2 separate regions of the Rattus norvegicus genome follow, and region 1 is linked to region 2. Evidence: chromatin contacts called from public Hi-C data. All regions are on one chromosome and are shown on one strand. The core of a region is the stretch at or near the end of the contact, and the rest is flanking DNA. Distances in the headings are between cores, read along the strand shown. Region 1 has its middle 38 kb from the start of Rap2a. Region 2 holds the start of Rap2a (RAP2A, member of RAS oncogene family).

The links. Hi-C and Micro-C count contacts between places; a contact is called where the count stands out from the background.
Region 1: a Hi-C map of liver shows a contact between it and region 2, with 1.9 times the contacts expected there. The contact joins the enhancer-like site here to the promoter of Rap2a in region 2. A contact is called at or near these places in 4 of 12 Hi-C or Micro-C datasets (the A7r5 cell line, hepatocytes and liver).

The regions. Positions count from the first base shown.
Region 1 is chr15:104,037,744-104,045,030 of GRCr8, reverse strand. No RefSeq gene overlaps it. Among named protein-coding and RNA genes, the nearest start is that of Rap2a, 38 kb to the right of the region's middle. Within about 2 kb of position 5,065, at least 4 of the 93 cell types and tissues checked have an H3K27ac peak or open chromatin away from gene starts, as enhancers often do. A contact at or near this core is called in liver, where this site is marked.
Region 2 is chr15:104,001,227-104,008,364 of GRCr8, reverse strand. It overlaps Rap2a (RAP2A, member of RAS oncogene family), which reads right to left and starts at 4,621. Exons shown (of 1, transcript NM_053741.1): 1 at 4,131-4,621. The coding sequence starts at 4,616. The coding sequence ends at 4,299. LOC120097088 (a long non-coding RNA gene) reads right to left here. Exons shown (of 3, transcript XR_005494308.2): 3 at 5,925-6,760.

The DNA of each region.
Region 1 (7,287 bases), core at 3,816-6,315, 36 kb before region 2:
AATTCTGATAGGTCTGCCTTTATATGGTACTTGACCTTTTCCCCTTATTTCTTTTAATATTCTTTCTTTGTTTTGTGGGTTTGGTGTTTTGACTATTGTGTGATGGGAGGAATTTCTTTCCTGGTCTAATCTATTTGGAGTTCTGTAGACTTCTTGTATGTTCATGGGCATCTCTTTCTTTAGGTTAGGGAAGTTTTCTTCTATAATTTTGTGAAAGATATTTACTAGCCCTTTAAGTTGGGAGTCTTCGCTCTCTTCTATACCTATTATTCTTAGGTTTGGTCTTCTCATTGTGTCCTGGATTTCATGGATGTTTTGGGTTAGGAGCTTTTTGCACTTTGCATTTTCTTTGACTGTTGTGTCAATGTTTTCTATGGTATCTTCTGCCCCTGAGATTCTCTCTTCTATCTCTTGTATTCTGTTGTTGATGCTATGACTCTTGATCTCTTTCCTAGGTTTTCTATCTCCAGGGTTGTCTCCTTTTGTGATTCGTTTATTGTTTCTATTTTCCTTTTTAGATCCTGGATGGTTTTGTTCAATTCCTTCACCTGTTTGGTTGTGTTTTCCTGTAATTCTTTAAGGGATTTCTGTGTTTCCTCTTTAAGGGCCTCTACCTGTTTACCTGTGTTGTTCTGTATTTCTTTAAGGGAGCTATTTATGTCCTTATTAAGTACTCTAACATCATCATAAGATGTGACTTTAAATCAGAATCTTGCTTGCCCGTGTGTTGTGGTTATCCAGGTCTTGCTGTGGTAAGAGAACTGGGTTCTGATGATGCCAAACGACCTTGATTTCTGTTGCTTAGGTTTTTCCCCTTGCCTCTCACCATCTGGTCATCTCTGGTGTTAGCTGGTCTTGTCTCTGACAGTGGCTTGACTCTCCTATAAGCCTGTGTGGCAGCACTCCTGAAGACCAGCTTTCTCCCAGAGGGATCTGGGTACAGAGATCTGGGGCCAAAATGAACCCTTTTTAAAAGTTATTTTGTGTATTTTACTACAGCAACAGAAAAGTAACGAATACAAGCCCTCAAGTAAGATTTGTAAGGGTTCGTTTAGAAGTGAAATCTTCAAAGTTAGTGGGAAATACAGTTGTTAAAGTAAGAATGAATAAATAGCAACCCATTGATAATCCCAAAGAAAATGAAAACTTTAAATGTCGCCCAAATTCAGGCCCGCTTTTGGGTTGAGTACAACTAGAAAATCTGGGGAGTATAGTTCTTGTAATGGGGGTGTACAACTTAGTGACATGTAATGTGACCGATATGGCATTTGATGGCTCCTTATCTAAGGGATGTTTGCTGGTGTCAAGACACCGCTGAGGATTTGGCAAGGGCACTTGCAGATTGAAGACTGAAATTCAGAATCTGGCATGATCAGAAGCCCCAAGATACTTTGAGTTGTAGCCCAGAGAACAGAATAAATCAGTCAGAATAAACAGTCAGTCGTGCTGTATGTGGGCTGGAATCCAGTGTTGAGTCATCTAGCTAATGCAGAAAAGCTGAGTGCGTGAAAGCAGCTAATGGGACATAGGTCGCTAGCACATCCCTTGCCTGGCTGGAAAGTATCATCCAATCACTTACACAAATACATTTTGAAAATGTGCAGGAAAGGTTCAAGCAACCCCAGCTGAAGGTAAAGAGCAGTAACAAGTGACAGAAACAGATACTCAGGAGTCTTGAGGAGAGAATGACCTGAGACAGATGCTCGAGGGGATTAAAGGTAAGACTGAAGTGTTGGTAGAGAACGTGACTTAAATAGCATTTAAGAGATACACATGGTAAAGGAGCCAGACCAAGGTCTTCAGCTGAAACTAATAGGTCTGCTCACAGAACTAAGGGTAGCTTTGGCTAAAGAACACAGAACTGGGATTTGAGAGATGGCTTAGGTGGGCAAAGAGGTTGGCTGCAAAGCCCAACAATTCGAGTTCCATTCTGAGACCAACAGAGTGGGAGGAAAGGAGGGACACCTAGAGTTGTCCTCTGACTTCCATATATAAGCCCTGTTACATCTGTGCCCTTCTACTTAATAAATGTAACTCTTTAATAATAGGTCTATTGGTCCCCAAGTTGCCAAACACTTACAACAATCCCAAAACAACCAGAAAGGATGGAAAAAAGAACCAAAAAACCCTACCAGTACTAAAAGATGCATGCAATCTTCCATTTGCTGAAAAATAAAAGAAAGAAAGCAAGAAAGCAGGCAAGCAAGCAAGAAAGGAAGAAAGGAAGAAAGAAAGGAAGGAAGGAAGAAAGAAAGAAAGAAAGAGAGAAAAGAAGAAAGAAAGAAAGGAAGAAAGAAAGGAAGAAAGAAAGGAAGAAGTGTTACTTTAAAACGCTATGTCCGTGTAGCTCTTGACACTCTGTGGCACAGCTTGGAGTCAGGGATGGTGATCCCTCCAGAAGTTCCTTTATCGTACAGGATTGTTTTAGCCGTCCTGGATTTTTGGTTGTTTCATATGAAGTTGAGAATTGCTCTTTCAAGGTCTATAAAGAAATGTGTTGGGATTTTGATGGGGATTGCATCGAATCTGTAGATTGCTTTTAGTAAGGTGGCCATTTTCACTATGTTAATCCTACCAATTCATGAGCATGCAAGGTCTTTCCATCTTCTGATAGCTTCTTCAGTTTCTCTCTTCAGGGATTTGAATTCCTTGTCATACAGGCTTAGTTAGAGTTACATCAAGATAAGTTATATTATTTGTAGATATTGTGGGGGTGAGGTTTCCATATTTCTTTTTCTGTCCTTTTATCATTTGTATGAAGGAAGGTTACTGATTTGTTAAAGTTTATTTTATGTCCAGCCACTTTGCTGAAGTTGTTTATCAGTCATAGGAGATCTCTGGTAGAATTTTGGGGGTTGCTTATGTATACTATCATATCATCTGCAAATGGTGATACCGTGACTTCTTCCTTTCCAATTTGTATCCCCTTGATCTCCTTTTGTTGTCTGATTGCTTTGGCTAGAGCTTCAAGTACTATAGTGAATAGTTGGGAGAGAGTGGGCAGCCTTGTCCTGTCCCTGACTTTAGTGGAATTGCTTTATGTTTCTCTCCAGTTAATTTGATGTTGACTCACTGTATATTGTTTTTATTGTGTTAAGATATGTGCCTTGAATCCCTGAATTCTCCAAGATTTTAACATGAAGATTTTGTCAAAGACTTTTTCAGCATCTAATGAGAAGATCATTTTGTTTCAGTTTCTTTATATGGCATATTATGTTGATGACTTTTCATATAGTGAATCACCCCTCCATCCCTGGGAAGCCTACTTGATCATGGTAGATGGCCTTTTATGCGTTCTTGGATCCAGTTTTTTTTTTTTGTATTATTGCATCAATATTCCAAGGGAAATTGGTCTGAAGTTCTCTTTATTTGTTGAATCTTTGTGTGGTTTAAGTATCAGGACGACTGTGGCCTCATAGAATGAGTTTGGCGATGTTCCTTCTGTTTCTATTTTATGGAATAGTTTAAGATGTATTGGTAATAGCTCTTTGAAGGTCTGGTAGAATTCTAAGCTAAAACCATTTGGCCCTGGGCATTTTCATTTGTGAGACATTGAATGACTGCTTCTGTTTCCTTAGGGGTTATTAGACTGTAATTATTGTTTACCTGATCTTGGTTTAATCATGGTAAGCGGAATCTATCAGAGTATGTGAAGGTGAATGGCAGCAATAACGCTGTCTTTAGGATCAGCCCGAATGCAGAAGGAAAAGGAAGTATGTGAGGAGGAACTTAAACAGAGTCTGAAGCATCGTTGAGGAAAACAGCTTCAGCCTCAGGTAAAAGCAATATTGAAGAAAACCTGTTATAATGGTTAACATGAAGTTAACACAAGTTGAAAGATTATAAAATAAAATTGTCAAAAACAGTTATCACTCCTAATAAAGCAGTCTCTCTGTCTGTGTCTCTGTCTCTCTATCTCTCTGTCTCTGTCTCTGTCTGTCTCTGTCTCTCTGTCTCTCTGTCTCTGTCTGTCTCTGTCTCTCTAGCTCTCTGTCTCTGTCTCTGTCTCTCTCTCTCTTTCTCTCTACTTTACAGACAAAAGAAGATAACCTGAAAGAGAATGGTAACATGGTAGGAAATATGTCTAATTTGTTAGGAGTCTCATCAAGGAAAAAAAAATGAGCCCCAAGCAATCAGAAAATGGGAAAAAGATGTGAAACGATTTGTTAAGATGCTGGAAACCAGTCGACAGAAAGCAGTGGTCCTCGAAAGACTGAATGATAACAAATGAACTACAGTCCTCTGTCAGCCAAACATGCCACAGGGAGAGAACTTCCGGATGTAGGCAGGGAACTCAGTTCTTCCCTGAGGGTAGGAGATGCATATGAGGACATAATTGGACTAGGTGGATGAGAACTTTCAGAACAGAAGGCTGGAGAGGAAAGTTCTGCAAGAGAAGGGGCAGATCTTCAGAATCAGCTTAGTTGGATCTTAGTGAGTTTGAGGTCAGCCTGATCTATGTAGTGAGTTCCAGGACAGCTGGAGCTTCACAGCAAGACTCTGGCTAAATTAATAACACGAGCTGCTCTTGCAAAGGACCTGGGCTCAGGGCCCAGCAAACACAGAGTGGGGCTCGCAACCTGCAACTCACGTTCCAGGGATCCAATACCATCTTCCAGCCTCTGAGGGCACCAGGCACCCACAAAATGCACATACATGCACGCATGCAGGCACCCATACATGAACATAAAATAAGACTCTTCCTCTTCAAAGTGACATGTAGTATTTCAACAAAAATGAGTTCAACTTGATTTATCTTTGGCAAATAATTCTTGGCATACTTGTCTAGCATGTTGCGAAACCAAGGCTGAAAGCTTTTTCACCTTTAATCCTTATGATTGTAATGTTTTTAAAATCCTTCTGAGAAGAGACCGGGGCAAGTCACAAGCGTAGGTAATTTGTCTCCACCTAGCAAACAGGATAAGGACGGTGTCCCTCAGAGCTCTTCAGCACCATGGGATCCTTGCCTTTGAGCTTCGCCTCCTTGCACTGAACTAACAGTTTCACTGGCCCAGCTTGCTAGGGCAACGCTTCAACTCCTGTCTGCCAAATCCAGATGCTCTCTTCCCCTCTCCACTCCTTGGTGATTAATTCAACACAACTCTGGACCAAATATACAGGTCTGTGTGCCAGTAGTAAGTGTTTCAGCTGCTGTTCTATCAAGAGGACCTCAGTGCCCAGGGCTAACTAACAGGTCAGAAATCTCAGAGCCAGCCTGCACTTTCCACATTGTTTCTCTTTTCTAAATTAATCTCCTTACACACCTCTGAATATTTTATGTACATGGCTTGCTTTGCTTCATTTCCTCTCCCTGAAGACCCTAATGACAATGGGTGTGGACATGACTAAGTTCTACTCTGCCTCCAAATTCTCCCAGGCCCCTCGGAGTTCTGATTTTCAAACGATCTGCTCTGTGAGGGTCTTAGCACAAAGTCACCATGTTTCCATACTTATTTTTAATATCAACTATAATGTTGTGAATGACACCATTTTAAGTATTTAACTTTCTATTCAGGAATCCCCAAAATAAGTAATTATATTTTATTTGTGACGTATATGGGTATCTACAGGGCTTAATTTACAAAAGTTGGATTATAGAGTAGAAACATTCATTTTACTAGGTTGATCATAATTCTTCGTATTTAAGTTAATTTGTTTTGTGTGTACATGAGTGTTGGAGGGATGCGTGTCTGCATGTGTGCTAAAGTGCACACGTGGAGATAATGTTGTGAGAGAGTTCTTCCCTTCCGTCATGTAAGCTCCAGGGATCGAACTCAGGTGGTCAGGCTCGGTAGCAGGTGCCTTTAAATGTCTATCCATTTATAGTCTTTTATTTGCATGAACATCCGTATCCTAATGGGTTCTCGAGTCCCTACACCAGGGTTTACTGAATAGTTTCTCTGCCCAACACCTGAGTAGAGACGATACAGCATCTGATGCATTTATTCCTATCTACACTTTTTTCTTGAGTTACAGTCCTAGAAATAAGATTACCCCATTAAAGGCGGGGAACACATCTGAAGCTCCTGACAGATGCTGTACCATTCAATAACTTCGCACCTTCGGATCCATTAGGATATCTACCACACTCAGAAGTGGGTGTCTGCAGAATAAATAAATCAGTGTGACTTCACTCTCAGTTATTTGCTTCATCAACTTTGAAATATGATCCTCTTTGCGTTCTTGTCCCCCCCCCCCCAAGGTTTTACTTCTAAGAGAACAATAAGAAAACCATGGCAGCCATTATGCTGAAATGAGATGATCTCCTTAGTCCCAACTGCCTGCTACAGTCATGCTCCTGCTGAAGAGACTCTGTTCAGGAAGCCTGACCACTTGCCTGTAACCCAGGCAGTGTTAATGCCGAGTCAACAGGCTCGATTCTCTGTAATATTTTATTCAGTTTTCACTTCACTTATTTCTGGTTTCATAGAAACCATTTTAAAACCAAGAGCCAAGACCTTTTTGTATGTCATTAGAATTTTCTGATAGTCCCTTTTAACTTATGTTCAAAGTTATATCACCGTTTTATCAATACCCTAAAGGTGACATTTTGTTTGATGTTGGATTAAATTTAAAAATGTAGTATTACGTTTTCCAGCAACATACTGTCAAGATATCCCAACTGAATAGGATTTCCTTCAACACAGATTCTTCAACTTTCTTACGAAGACGTGGGCGGGGCGTGGGGGTGGGATGAGTTTTCAAAATTATCATTTTAACTGACTACAAGTGGCACCAACTTCTGTAGATTTACTTTGTTATCTTATAGTTAAATTGCTTTTCTAACAATTAAAAGAATTTTCAAAATAGATTTCCACTTATAACATTTTTCTTTAATTTCTACTATTTCTTATTTGTATCATATCTTTTTGTTTGTTTGCTTTACTGAATTTGCTAAGATCTCTCGAGTAATGTTAAATAGGAAAGGCATCACGGGGCAGAGGAATCACGAGGCAGAGGCATCACGGGCAGAGGAATCATGGGGCGCATTCCTTCACCATATTGGGATTATCTCTAGTATGTTTCTTTTGTGTGTGTGTGTGTGTGTGTGTGTGTGTGTGTGTGTGTGTGTGTGTGTGATGCATGTGCATGTGCATGTGCATGTATGTGATCGTGCCATCATTACAGGTATCATATAAGTGTGGCTCCCACTCTGACTGCGGCATTCTGTTGGCTTTTAGTTTCCAATACCATCACGTGCAGTTTAACCAGGCATTAATAACAAGTGTTTGCTCCCTGAAAGGTGCAGCTATTGGAGCTTTGAAATCAGACATATAAACTTGAATG
Region 2 (7,138 bases), core at 3,372-5,871:
CTCTGTTGCCATAGTTTTTGTTGTTGTTGTTTCCTGTGGGCTGTTTGCCACCTGGGCGTAGAGCTCAGTGAGAAAGCTTGCAAACCATCCCAGCAAAACCCATGTAACTATACCATAACAGCAAAGGGAAGAACAGGGTGCCTGCCTCCGGGCTGTTCTGTGGCTGAGTGGGAGCCAGGTGTGAAGACAGTTAAAGGAATCCATTCAGTTTGGTAAGAGAAAAAGGGCTTCTCTAAGTTGGGGAAATCTTTCAAGTATGGGTGAAGAAATGAGTAGGAATTAACTCTGCAGAAAGACAACAGGTTCCAAGGCAGGAGAAGCCAGAGAGAGACAGAAGTTAAAAAGAATGTGGGGATGCTGGTGAGGAGGTGCATCTGTATGGCCAGCAGTGGGAGGCAGAAGGGGGAAAAGTGCATGCGCACTTAAAGTTCATATGAGCTTTATCCTGGAATGGAACAGTATCAAGTCAGGACCACCACTAACCCTGAAACAGGTAAGAAGGTAAGATTATGAAATCAGTAAGAATTCTAAATATAAGTGCTTAGCATTCTGTGTGTGTGTGTGTGTGTGTGTGAGAGAGAGAGAGAGAGAGAGAGAGAGAGAGAGAGAGAGAAAGGGAGAGAGGAGGAGGGAGAGGCAGGGGGAACAGAAATGGAGAAGTGCTTTCCATCTATGCATCAGGACCTGAGCCAGGTCCCTAGAGCCTAAGTAAAAGGCCCAGCAGGGTGTCTGTAAACCAGTATTTGAGAAGGCAGAAATGGGGGCATCCCTGGGCTTGCTGTCCAGCCAAATCAAGCTCAAAAACTAATGTAGCATGCTCAGGAGAGGGGTCAGGGGTTAAGAGCACTTGCAGCATTACTGAGTTTGGGTCCCAGCACCAACATGGCATCGTACTATACCTACAGTTCCCTGGAGGCCTCTCGTCTTCTTCTCACCTTCATGGTATGTGCGGAATACATGTGTATTTGTAGGCAAAGATTCATACACATAAAATAAAAATAAATACATATTTTAAAAAAGAGGTATATGGTTGTGTTGGTTTGAAAAAGAATGACTTCCTGGGCTCATAAATTTGAATGCTTAGGGAGTCCCACTATTTGAGAAGGATCAGCAGGATTAGGAGGTGTGGTCTTGATGGAGGAAGTGTATCACTGGGCTTTGAGGTTTCCAAAGCCCATGCCAGGTCCTGGCTGCCTCTCTCCCTGTGGATGAGGTTGTAGGTCTCAACTATTTCTCTGATGCTACGCCTGTCACCATGCTCCCCACTGTGATGATAATGGATAAGTGTTCGAATCAGCAAGCAAGTCCCCAACTAAATCCTTTCTTTTAAATGCCTCTATCATGGTGTCTCTTCACAACAATACACCAGTGACTAAGACAATGGCTCAGTGGGCTCAGTGCCTGTCACGTGAGTCTCCTACCAGAACCCACACAAGGGATGGTCAAGTTGCCCTCTGACCTTCACATGTGTATCACAGTACACGTATCATGGCCTCCAAACACATAGATACAATAATGAAAAATGTTTTTAAAAAATGAGGTTCAGAGCAAATGAATAAGACACATGTCAACCTTTGGCCTCGACATGAATGGACACACATGTATGCATGTATGTACACATACCTAACTCAAAAGAAGACAAGGGCCCATTTTAATTAATTTTTTAAATGAAACATTCTAGAATGTATTAATCCAGTGAGAAGCCCCATCTCTGTTGCCACATGTGTCACGTGTTCATTTCCATGCCTTTTCCCCCATAAGATCTCCCACATGGGAAGCTATTTGACAAAACCAACAAAACCAAACCTAGGACTAATTTATATTGCTCTTCCACCTCACTGTAACAGGCAAGAAATTTCAAACTGTGATTACAAGTATGAGTTATTTCCTCTAAAACTGTAATCATATGTCACAGGTAAAACCAACAGAGGTCAGGGCGACACACCCAAAGAGTGATAGAAAGGACTTCCGCTGTTTCTGTACAGCAATGACTGCATGTGCACCCCTGTACGCGTGGCAACATGTCATCCTCATGACACTGGGAGGGGAAGCTTTCACAGAAAAGGAAACCCAGGCCTATAGAATAAGCAAGCATCTCCTTAAACCACATACATCTAAAAGCTACAGAGTCTGCGATGGTACCCATGGCAACAAAGCACTTAGATAATGTTTAGTCATAATGGACTTCGAAGATACAGCACAGCAAAGTATCTGAATATGTTTAATACTGAGTAGCTTATTAAAATGGTAATATTTTATAGTTAGTTGGTTGAAGAAATGTATCATTAGCTGAAAGGCAGACCCGTGTAGAAGAGGCTATGTGGATTCAGAAATCTTAAAAGTTCTCTTTATCAGTTCTCTATATCAGGTCATGGGTGAGGTATCAAGCCACAGCATTTCAGTTATACCAACCGCACCCTGGCACTTTAAATGCCCACCCCCACACTCTTATATGTCACATGTAAAGCAGACAGCTGGCACACCATGAGCAGAAGACAGAAGTTCTGGGTACTTCCTAAAGCAACTGGCTAGTTAGGGAACTGGTCCTCCCAAGAGTAGAAAATGCACTAACGTGAGAGCTGTGCTTTACACCTGAGAGGAGTCAAGTGCCCCCCTCTTCAGGTCTGAGTATGCCGTATACACTGTACTATAGTGTCCAAGCTGGACTGGGCCCTTTAATGCCAGCACTCCATTGGCAGCAGCAGGAGAATCTCCGTGGATTCCAGGTCTGCCTGCTCTGCGTGGTGAGTTCCAGGACAGTCAGGTCAACATAGAGAATCTGTCTAAAAAAAAAGAAGCAGGGCCCAAGAGGCTCTTATGACACAACATTTACCCCACAGAAAAATGCTGCTCAACTCCACTCAGCCCATCGCCCTTCTTATATCAAGAGCTGCAACTAGTGAGTCTGGGTGAGTGGAATCTTAGTCTGTTGTCCCGGGTTGAAATATCAACAAACTGCTCTAGTAAACAAAGTAGCCATTATTATAACCGAGAGAGGAGCTACACAAATTCACCAGAAGCTGCAACATGGTGTGGCCCACCCCGTTGGGGACCTCAGCATGCTGGTTCCTGCACAGATGCGCTGACACGAACTGGGGTGTGAAGGAGGGGCAGCTGGAGCAGTTAACATGAACACTCGAGTATCTGGGAGAAGGAACTGAGGAGAGGACATTCTTTTGGTCTCTGTACAGGGTTAAAGACCCACCACTTGCAAGGAAATTTTGAGTATTCCCTGAATACAAATAACTTGTTCTGAGCTCTGAAGTGTGTAAACCCCAAATGACTGATAAATGTGATTATTGTTTCTATTTAAACCTTCAATGGTGACTTCAAATGTAGCTACAGGTAGAATAATTTTGGAAGACCCTCAGCAGTACTAGTTTATAAGGACCAGAAAAGAACGTTATCAGTAAAGAAGAACTAGAAAATCTTGCCAAAACTCTGTAATAACATGTTAGACTTTGATATTTAAAAGGTTGAGGGTAAAAATACATGGCATCAACTTAAGAGAAAACAAACACTGAAAGCATTCAGGTTACTGCCACATGCAAAATGCATTCTTTGAACAGTTTACATCAAGAAAAAGCGTGTTTGTCCCCCCCCCCCCCCCGCACTAACTTTAAATTAGCTGATACACAAGCCACAGCTCATACTAAACTTCTGTTTGGTTTCCAAGAATAGCCTCCTTCCTTTTTTTTTTTTTTTTTTTTTTTTTTTGAGGGGGCGGGGTGGGAAGGCTAGCTTTTAAGAGAGGAAGAGAAATGCACTCTTTCAACGTAAATGTCACAAGCGTGTTTCTATATGCCAAACCTCGTGAATGTTATGTGGTCTTCGAATTATTTGCCAATGTGCCTTTAAAGTTTTGCACTAATTCATTTCTGCCAACCTCCTGACAACATTTAATCTTTTCCGCGACAAGAAAGGGCCCCTTAACTAGTATTGACACTGTCACAAGATATGTACGTGCGAATTCTGGCTGTCAAACCTCTGAAGGGTGGATTTAAGCGCGCGCTCACTCTGCACAGACGTGCCTCCACTTAGACAGCTCCCCTTTCCCTAGCGCCCACCTACTCATCCCTTCTCTTCTTGCAAGTTTGAAACTTTGTTTTCTCTGGGGTCCAGAAGGAGCGCTACCAATGTCCTAGAAACAAAGGGCTGAGCTGGGGGTTAACGGGCTGCCCAATTTTACTTGTGAAACAAAGCCCGCAAGTCTGAGCCCCGGAAGGAGGTGGTGTAGCCCGGGCGAGCCAGGGACCGGGATCGCCGCAGCCACCGAGCCCCCGTGCGCCCCGCTCTGCTCACCGCTTCACGCGGATGATCTGGTCCCGCATGGGCTTGATATCCTGGAAGCTCTGCTGGTTGACCAGGCTGTAGACCAGGATGAAGCCCTGGCCGTTCTTGATGTACAGGTCCCGCATGGACGCGAACTGCTCGGTGCCCGCCGTGTCCAGGATCTCCAACACCGAAGGCGACGAGTCCACCTCGATCTCCTTGCGGTAGAAGTCCTCGATGGTGGGGTCGTATTTCTCAATGAAGGTGCCGGTCACGAACTGCACGGTCAGGGCGGATTTGCCTACCCCGCCCGAGCCCAGCACCACCACTTTGTACTCGCGCATCGTCCCTGCGCGGCCGCCGCCGCCGCCGCCGCCCGCGACATAGACCTGCGCCCGCGCGCCGCGCCCCGACCCCGCGGCCCCGCCGCCCTTACGGACACGCCGGCTCACGGCCGCGGCAGCGCCCTGGGCGCCGGCAGCGGAGCTACAACTGAGGGAGCAGCGCGCGGCCCTGTGAGCGGGCCAAGCCGGAGGACGATGCAGCCTGGAGGGCGCCGGCAGCAACGGAGCTCGAGCCCGAGCCGGAGCCGCCCGAACCGCGGCCCCGCAATGCCGCCCGCCCCGCCCCTCGCGCCTCCACGCCCAGCACCCGCCGCCGCCGCTGCTGCCGCCGCCGCTTCCCTAGCGCTGGAGCGCGCGCCCGAGCCCAGCCGCAGCGCTGCCAGGGGCGGAGCCAGCCTGGTGGGCGGAGCATAGAGGAAGGCCCTCCTCTCGCGCCGTCGCCTAGCGACCGTCGGCGCGCTCTAGCGAGACTCGGCTTCCGCAGACGTCTGGCAACACCCAGCCCTACAGGCCTCCGTACTGCGTCTGCGCGCTCTCCTCCTCCCGATGGCGGGCGACGTCAGACTCCCACGCTCAGGGTTTGCTGGAGGTGACAGTAGAGGAATGGTGGGCACAGGGAGACATGCGCACCGTGCTTGGGGGCCTCACGACGGGCCAGCCTGTGGCCGACATCACTCAGCTTGTCAGCCTTCAGAGAGCTTTGGCTTTAACTCGTTATACGTAACAACGTGAGCCTTAAGGGCCGCTGCCATAAGTTACACAAGCAAATCGAAGCTCCGCTAGTCGGCGGCGCCCAGCCTACACGCAACCTGGTCCGCGCCCGATGACGTCACCGGCACGCCCTCTAGCCCCACCCTCCTCGAGTTTGACGTAAGCCGAGCTCCTCCCCTGCACTGGTAGACAGCCACGGGCGCCTGGAAAACCTGGAGCTCGGATCCGCCAGCCACCGTCAAGAGACCCCCCCCCACACCCCTCCAGAGCAGCTCAGCAACAGCCTGCGGGGATGTCGATGCGGAAGCTCGGATTCACTGTAGCCAATCAGGTTGCGGGTCTGGACTCCAGACTACCACTCTTGACCAATGAGAAGACGTCTCATCTTGCTAGCCGATTGGTGTAAGACCCAGTGATAGACTGAGCCAACTCCCCTCCGGGGCTGGCGGGGCTGCGTTTGCGCTTGCGCACGCTCTGATAACCAATCGTAAGCCAGCTGAGGAGAGACGGCGGGCTGAGGGGAGCCAATCAAATCCCTCCCGGTGCTCTGCCACTCAGGTCTGAGGTATAGAGACAGTGCAGGGCTGCCAGGGAACTGGGAGGGGCGGGGCTGGAGCGCCCGACTCCCGGGTGTTCTGGCACAGGAGCGGGTTGCGTTGGCTGGGGAAAGGGATGATTTCTGTTCTAACGTCGCCTCCGTGGCATTCTGCCTGGAGATGGGCATGGAAGTGGTGGCAAAGGATGCGGGCTGGATCGTGGGCTGAATCGGGAAAACAGGGACTTTTGTCTTCAGGGTGAGACATTTTCCGGGCCCTCTGGAGACATCCATCTGGCAGCAGTTGCAGCGGTCCTCCGTTCGAGCCTCCTAAAATGTGTATTTTCTACCCTGTGGTAAACCAGCTTATCTTTGCCCTCCCCCGATCTTCGTCATACACTCCCAGCCATAATCGCAAATTTATGAAAAATTACACCCTCCAGCCTGCAATAACTGGTCATCGCATTTATCTTCATTAAACCATGTTCTTGAAATGACAACTCTGGTCATTACTGCCTCATACTTTTCAGAAGGCTGTATTCTTTTTCAATTCTGTCAGAGTTCGGTGTGCCCCTCCACCATTCTGATTTCCCACAAGGTCATTGTAGAGTGGATTTCAGTCTGGGCTCCTCTAACAGCGGGACATTCTTTTATATCTTTTCTGTCACTTGTCAAAGTACAAAAATGTATTCTGATATAGGAGTTCCCGACTGCCTATTGTTTCTGAACGTTTAAGCATTCCATATGCTTGAATTACCTAGCCACAACATGACTGCAAATTTTTATTTCAAACAATGTAGAGCGCAAGTGCCTTGTCAAATTGAAAATGTCAGCTGCCGTCTCTCCTTCCTTCAGATTCATGGACGTTTGGTTCCAGGCCACCTCCAGAACCAAAAGCCTGCAAATCAAATCCCGTATATGAAATGGCATATTCGTACTTAACCTACACACTCTCTTGTATATTCCGGTTCTCTCTAGATTCCTTGTCTGTCTGATATACTGTAAATGTTAGGCTAATAGTTATGATACAGTCTTTGGGGGGAATGAATCATAACAAACCTACTGTTCCGTACAGTTCTCCATCCCCCCCCCCACCCAGTATTTTTGAGTTGCTGCTGTTTGGATGCATGGATATGAAGTCTGCCGATATAGCTCAGGTCCGTCATTCTCAATTGTGTACTATGAAGTTTTGAGAAGTTGAAACTTAGAGAATAGGCAGTGAAGAAACTGTAGGAGGGAAGCATCAGGAACGTTTCATGGGAGTCAAAACTGAAGG